Regions from separate parts of the Pan troglodytes genome. Here region 1 is linked to region 2. Evidence: chromatin contacts called from public HiChIP or PLAC-seq data. All regions are on one chromosome and are shown on one strand. The core of a region is the stretch at or near the end of the contact, and the rest is flanking DNA. Distances in the headings are between cores, read along the strand shown. Region 1 holds the start of DUSP3 (dual specificity phosphatase 3). Region 2 holds the start of CD300LG (CD300 molecule like family member g).

What was found. HiChIP or PLAC-seq counts read pairs in DNA pulled down with a chosen protein or histone mark.
Region 1: a contact with region 2 is called in an H3K4me3 HiChIP or PLAC-seq map of stem cell-derived excitatory neurons, with 3 times the contacts expected there. The contact joins the promoter of DUSP3 here to the promoter of CD300LG in region 2. A contact is called at or near these places in 1 of 7 Hi-C or Micro-C datasets (stem cell-derived neural progenitor cells) and 1 of 1 datasets of contacts at active chromatin or transcription factors (stem cell-derived excitatory neurons).

The regions. Positions count from the first base shown.
Region 1 is chr19:24,119,018-24,122,021 of NHGRI_mPanTro3-v2.0_pri, forward strand. DUSP3 (dual specificity phosphatase 3) reads left to right here and starts at 1,416. Exons shown (of 3, transcript XM_016931727.3): 1 at 1,416-1,658. The coding sequence starts at 1,534. It overlaps CFAP97D1 (CFAP97 domain containing 1), which reads right to left and starts at 2,067. Exons shown (of 7, transcript XM_001153338.6): 1 at 1,970-2,067; 2 at 1-1,164.
Region 2 is chr19:24,048,739-24,051,778 of NHGRI_mPanTro3-v2.0_pri, forward strand. CD300LG (CD300 molecule like family member g) reads right to left here and starts at 1,276. Exons shown (of 8, transcript XM_009432051.3): 1 at 879-1,276. The coding sequence starts at 921.

The sequences.
Region 1 (3,004 bases), core at 166-2,665, 70 kb after region 2:
TCTCACTTCAGAAATGAGGTACCCAGACTCCTCTGTGAGGTGCCTAGCTGTCCCCATGACAAGCTGTCATAGTTACCCAGTTATGACATCAGGGACAGGTCCCGGGAAGGGAGTAGGAGCAGCAGAGCATGGCTGGCTGCCTCTGGGCTTGTGTTTTTAATGCTAACCTCGGCTCAAGTCAAGATGAAGGTCAAAGAACTCGAAAGCTTTCCCCCCTGCTTAGAATGCAGATGCTGCCAGCCAACACCAGAAGGAAAGAAGTGGTGCACCGGGAGGGGTGGGCAGGCACGGGGTGGGGTGAGGGATACAGAAATTCCAGCCTTGGTTACACATCTTGGGCTATCAGCTAAGTAGTCTCCACTGCAATAGCTCCCCTGAAGGTGCAAGACCACAAGTTTTGGGGGAGGAGAAAGTTGACCCTAATGATAATCGGATCCAATTCCTTTTGCAAATGAGGAAACTGAAGACCACAGCAGCAGCAACGTTACTCAAGAACCAAGTTGGTGGCAGGACTGGGCTCAGGATGTGGGGTTCCTGAATTCAAGGCCAAATTTGCCCTTTTGCAGGAAGGAAACTGCCAGTTTTTCATGGCAGTAGGGGAGGGCGGCTTTCCTCCAGTACAGAGACTATCTTTTGTACTTAGTGGGAGTTCAGGAAATGCTGAGTGGCTTATGGTGGGCTGGCATCTGCTCCAGGAAGGGCTGCAGAAGTCTGATTTATCTCCACCCCAGCACAGGGTATAGCACCCACTGGGTGCTCAACGCATTTGTTGATGAAGGACTAACACTTATTGAGTGCTCGCCATGCAGTGCTGGGTGCCTTCTTTGAATGTCACATTTAACCCTTCCAGCAACCCTAGAATTAGGTACCATTACTATCCCGCTTTTTTTTTTTTTTTTTTTTTTTCTGCAAACAGGCTCAGGTTAAGTAATTCCTCAGAATTCCAAACCTGACTGCTTTTAAGCACGACGATGACTCTCAATGAATGTTGAAAGCAGATGCGCCGCAGAGTAGGGCTTCTCAGACTTTGATCGTAGGGACCTCCTGGGGTCCGTAAAATGTCCACTCTGATCCAGCAGGGCTGGGCTGGGGCGGGGATTCTGTCAAGCGCCCGGGTGGTGCCTCCACTGCAGGGAGCCGCTCACGAGCCGAACCCGGCGGTCCCTGTAATCATGAAAGACTGAAGCGACCCCTAGGTGTACCCCCGCCACGAAATGTTTATTGGGCCCTGCATTTAATTCAGGGAAGGAAGTTACAGCGCTTGCCAGTTTACAAAGATACACAAACGGCCTGGACCGGGATGGGGCGAGGACCCCTGAGACTCCAGGGCGGTGGCGTCTTCCCCCCGGGACGCGCCCAGGAGTGGCGCGCGGGGCCCCCGCGTCACGGCGCCCGCGCTCCGCAGCTCCCGGAGCCCGGCGGGCCCGCCCCAGGGGCGGGACGGGGCGGCTCCCGGCGCGAGCCCCCGCCCAGCTGACCCGCCGCTCTCCGCCTCGCTTGCTCCTGCCGGGCGTGCAGGGCCCCGCCGCCGCCATGTCGGGCTCGTTCGAGCTCTCGGTGCAGGATCTCAACGACCTGCTCTCGGACGGCAGCGGCTGCTACAGCCTCCCGAGCCAGCCCTGCAACGAGGTCACCCCGCGGATCTACGTGGGCAACGCGTGAGTCCCTTTCGCGAGCCCGGCCCCGCCGTCCCTCTCGGGACGCCCCGCCCACCCGAGGCTGGGGTCGGGGTGTCGCGAGTCTTGGGTTGGGGGAGCCCGGGCGCGATGGCCCCTCCGGGAGCCACAGCGGGGGCTTGGGAGGGGCCTGGAGTCGACGCCTACCCCCGCGCGTGGGGCCAAGGAACTGGAACCCTGCCTGGCCGGGCGCGGCCCTTCCCCGTAGCGGGGTGCACGGAGCCCGGGTGGCGCCTGCCCGGGTCCCAGCCGCCACCCGCTTGGGGCTTGGCCTTGGGCGGGGTCGGGGCTACCATGTTCACTTAACAGGTGGCCCTCGGTCGCCCGGCCGGTCTCCTGCCCGCGCGTCATGTGACAGCTGCCTGGTTCTGCAGTGAGGTCACCGCGGAATGTCTGCCTTCGCCGCCATGGCAACGGGCCGACGTCACAATTCGGGCATGGAATTTTCCCGGCCCGGCAGTCCCGGATCAGGGAACCTAAACACCCCAAACGAGCGAGTCCGGGGAGCTGGGCCGGGATTTCCAGGCCCCCACCTTCCAGATGTGATTTGATTTACAGGAGATTCTAGAACGGTCCAGTGATAACCCCCCTAAGGACCTGAGCCACCACCTAGAAAAGGCTCTTGACCTTTCACCCCCAGGCTCTGTCACCCAGGCTGGAGTGCAATGGCGAGATCTCGGCTCACTGCAACCTCTGCCTCCTGGGTTCAAGCAATTCTCCTGCCTCAGCCTCCCGAGTAGCTGGGATTACAGGCGCCCGCCACCACGCCTGGCTAATTTTTGTATTTTTAGTAGAGACGGGGTTTCACCATATTGGCCAGGCTGGTCTCTTGGCCAGGCTGGTCTCAAACTCCTGACCTCATGATCCGCCCACCTCGGCCTCCAAAAGTGCTGGGATTACAGGCGTGAGCCACCGCACCCGGCCAGTAAGAGATTTTTTTTAATTTAAATTTAAAAATTTTTTTCTAGTAAGAATGTCTAATCAGCAGGAAAGAACCAGTGTTAACATTCTGAGATGTGAAATAGGAGCCACAAGAAAGAATATATTAGCATGCCTGTACAGCCTTGGAAAGGCTCAGGTTGGATTTTCATGATACTCTGAGGACCCAGTTACCAAAATCCTAAGCTTCATGGCTCAGCCCAAGGATGGCATGTTGAAAACTCAAAACTAACCCTCCTCCCATTTTACAGAGGAGGAAATGGTGGCTCAGAGTGTGTGAGGGACTACAAGGACAGGGTCAATGTCTTGTTCATGTATGTATTTCCTGACCTCCGCTATGACCTGCTGTTTAGCCTGCCAAGGACTGCCACGGAAATGGGGGTCATCAT
Region 2 (3,040 bases), core at 26-2,525:
CCTGAGTAGCTGGGACTACAGCCACGTGCTGCCATGCCCAGCTAATTTTTTGTATTTTTAGTAGAGACGGGGTTTCACCGTGTTAGCCAGGATGGTCTTGATCTCCTGACCTTGTGATCCGCCCGCCTCAGCCTCCCAAAGAGCTTGGATTACAGGCGTGAGCCACCGTGCCTGGTTTTGTTTTGTTTTTAGACAGGATCTCACTCTGTTGCCCAGGCTGGAGGGCAATAGTGCTCATGGCTCACTGTAGCCTTGACCTCTGGGGCTCAAGCGATCCTCCCACCTTAGCCTCCCACTAGCTAGGACTACAGGTGTGCACCACCATGCCTGGCTAATTTTGTTTGTTTGTTTGTTTGTTTGTTTGTAGAGGTGGGGTCTCACTATTGCCAACTGAACAACCGACATCAGTTGTAGGATTTATCCTGATTTTAAGTGTTAGAAGGTAAAGAAAAAGAAAGCAAAAGAATTGATGAAACGTGATAATTCTTCATCTTTCAGGGTTGTGGGGAGAGGCATAGCCGAAATTCAACAAATATTTGCTGAGTTTAACAGGGCAACCAGATGGGGTGTCTTGTCCGCCTCCAGGCTTGGCACAGGGTAGAAAAATTAAGATTAGAGAGGCAAAGCAACTCTCACAGCCACATTGCCATGAGGGGAAACCCACAGGTCTGGAGAAAACCTGGCTCTAGGTTCCAGAAACAGCAAGTGCGGCCCCGGCGCCACCCCCACCTCCCCCCACCCCCAGCCCGCCCCGCTCCCCTAGGGCTGAGGAGGCTGAGGATAGGTGGGGTGGGGCTATCAGTCAGTCAAGAGGTCCTTTCCCTGCAGACCACAAGGGTGAGCCCCACATCCCTCCCAAGACCCTCTCCCCATCTCACCTGGGAGCAGCAGGCAACCCCATAGCAGGACCAGAAGCCGCATTCTGGGCGCTGGACACCGTGGGAGCAGACGCTGGGAACTGTGAGCTCCTCTTCAGTCACACGGGTCTTTAACTTCCTCTAGTCGCGTGAAACCAGGCCAAGGAAGCGAGGGGAGGGGCGTGTGGGTCATCCCTCCGCAGGCCCAGCCGGGGAGGCGCCTCTGCCTTCCCTTTTCTGAGCGCCCACGCGTGCCTACCCCAGGGCTCACCTTCCAGGACTGAAAACCCACACCAGAGCTTCTCCTAAACTCGTGCCCCTTCAAGGGGGCCTTAACCTGTGGTCCGTGCGCCCTAAGGGGTCTGTAAGTCGAATTCGCATGGGAAAAAGTTACATATTGACTTTCATCAACTTCTAATATTTAGCTTTTCCTCTTATCAGAGTGTACTGTTAGCAGTACCTGCAACTTTGTTACCAATTACAATCACAGACACTGGCACATCAGGTTGTGGATATCTCGAAACGTCGTGTATACCCCTCACTGCTTGGAAAATAATGAGTTCCTAGACCTGCCCCTAGAGCTGGTTATTTACAATAATGAAACGGCTATTATTATATTACACATTTATAAAGAGTTTTAAGAATCATCTCACCAGTATTAGTTTTCTTTCCAGCATATGTATTTTATTTATATATTTACCCGCCATTATACTGAGAGAGGGGTCCATAAACTTCACCAGACTGCCATGTGGTCAGTGGGACAGAAAGAAGCTTGCCCCTGGGGCAAGGCCCCTGGCCCCTCCTCCGCCCTTGCCTTTTGGAGGACGCAGTACTGCCCTTGGCCACGGGGCGGCGGTGCAGACGGGGCTGAGCAAAGCTGTAGGGCTGAGCTGGACCGGATTCCCTGGTGCCTTGGGCCTACAGCGCTGCAAGATAGGTCTCCTCCACGCCTGCGGAGTTGTTTTGGCATTTGAAAAAGTGAATTGGTGGTTTCTCCATCGCAGACTTGAATCCTCCTTGAAAGGACCAAAACAAACATGTACACTATTGGGAGCTCTGACACACTGGCTTCAAAAATGACTTTTTTTTTGGTTTGGTTGCAAAGTTCATACAGGTTGTAAGCAAAATTTTACACAATACAGAACGTAAAAAGGAAAGAAAGAAAAAAGGGAGTGCTTCTTGTAATTCCCCTTCTGCTTTAGAAAAGCACCATTAATATTTTGGCATATATCCTTCCAAATGTTCAGTTGGAATTTTACTGACTTGTCAGGTTAATATCTGAAGCACTAACTCAGTGGTTCTGGGAGGGGAGATTGTGTGTGTGTGAGTCTAGTAACGTGGGGAGAAGTGTTTTAATTTCACAATGACTGCAAAGCACTGCTGCCATTTAGTGGGCAGGGACAGCTGTTCACGGTGGGGAAAACTGTTACCATGATCTCAGCCCCTGACTCTCTTTTACATGTACAGACTACAAAAGGTGATCTGTTTTTGCAGTTTTAAAAAAACACAGATTAAAAAATATTTATGGCCCAGCACGGTGGCTCACGCCTGTCATCCCAGCACTTTGGGAGGCTGAGGCGGGTGGATCACCTGAAGTCGGGAGTTTGAGACCAGCCTGACCAACATGGAGAAACACAGTCTCTACTAAAAATATAAAATTAGCCAGGCATGGTGGTGTATGCCTGTAATCCCAGCTACTCAGGGAGGCTGAGGCAGGAGAATCGCTTGAACTCAGAAGGTGGAGGTTGCGGTGAGCTGAGATCACACCATTGCACTCCAGCCTAGGCAACAAGAGTGAAATTCCATCTAAAAAAAGAAAAAAAAGTATTTGTTTATTTACTTATTTTTGAGACAGGTCTCACTCTTGTTGCCCAAACTGGAGTGCAGTGGCGCCATCACAGCTCACTGCAGCCTCAAACTCCCAGGCTCAAGTGATCCTCCCACCTCAGCCTCCCAAGTAGCTGGCACTACAGGCGTGCACCACTGTTGCCTGGCTAATTTTTTATTTTTAGTAGAGACAGGGTCTTGTTATGTTGTCCAGGCTTTTCTCAAACTCCTGGCTTCATGCGATCCTCCCACGTCGGCCTCCCAAAGTGCTGGGATTACAGGCACGAGCCACCATGCCCCGCCTTAAAGTAATACTTATTCTAGCATTTGATAGCATATCTTTGCTCTTCTATTTA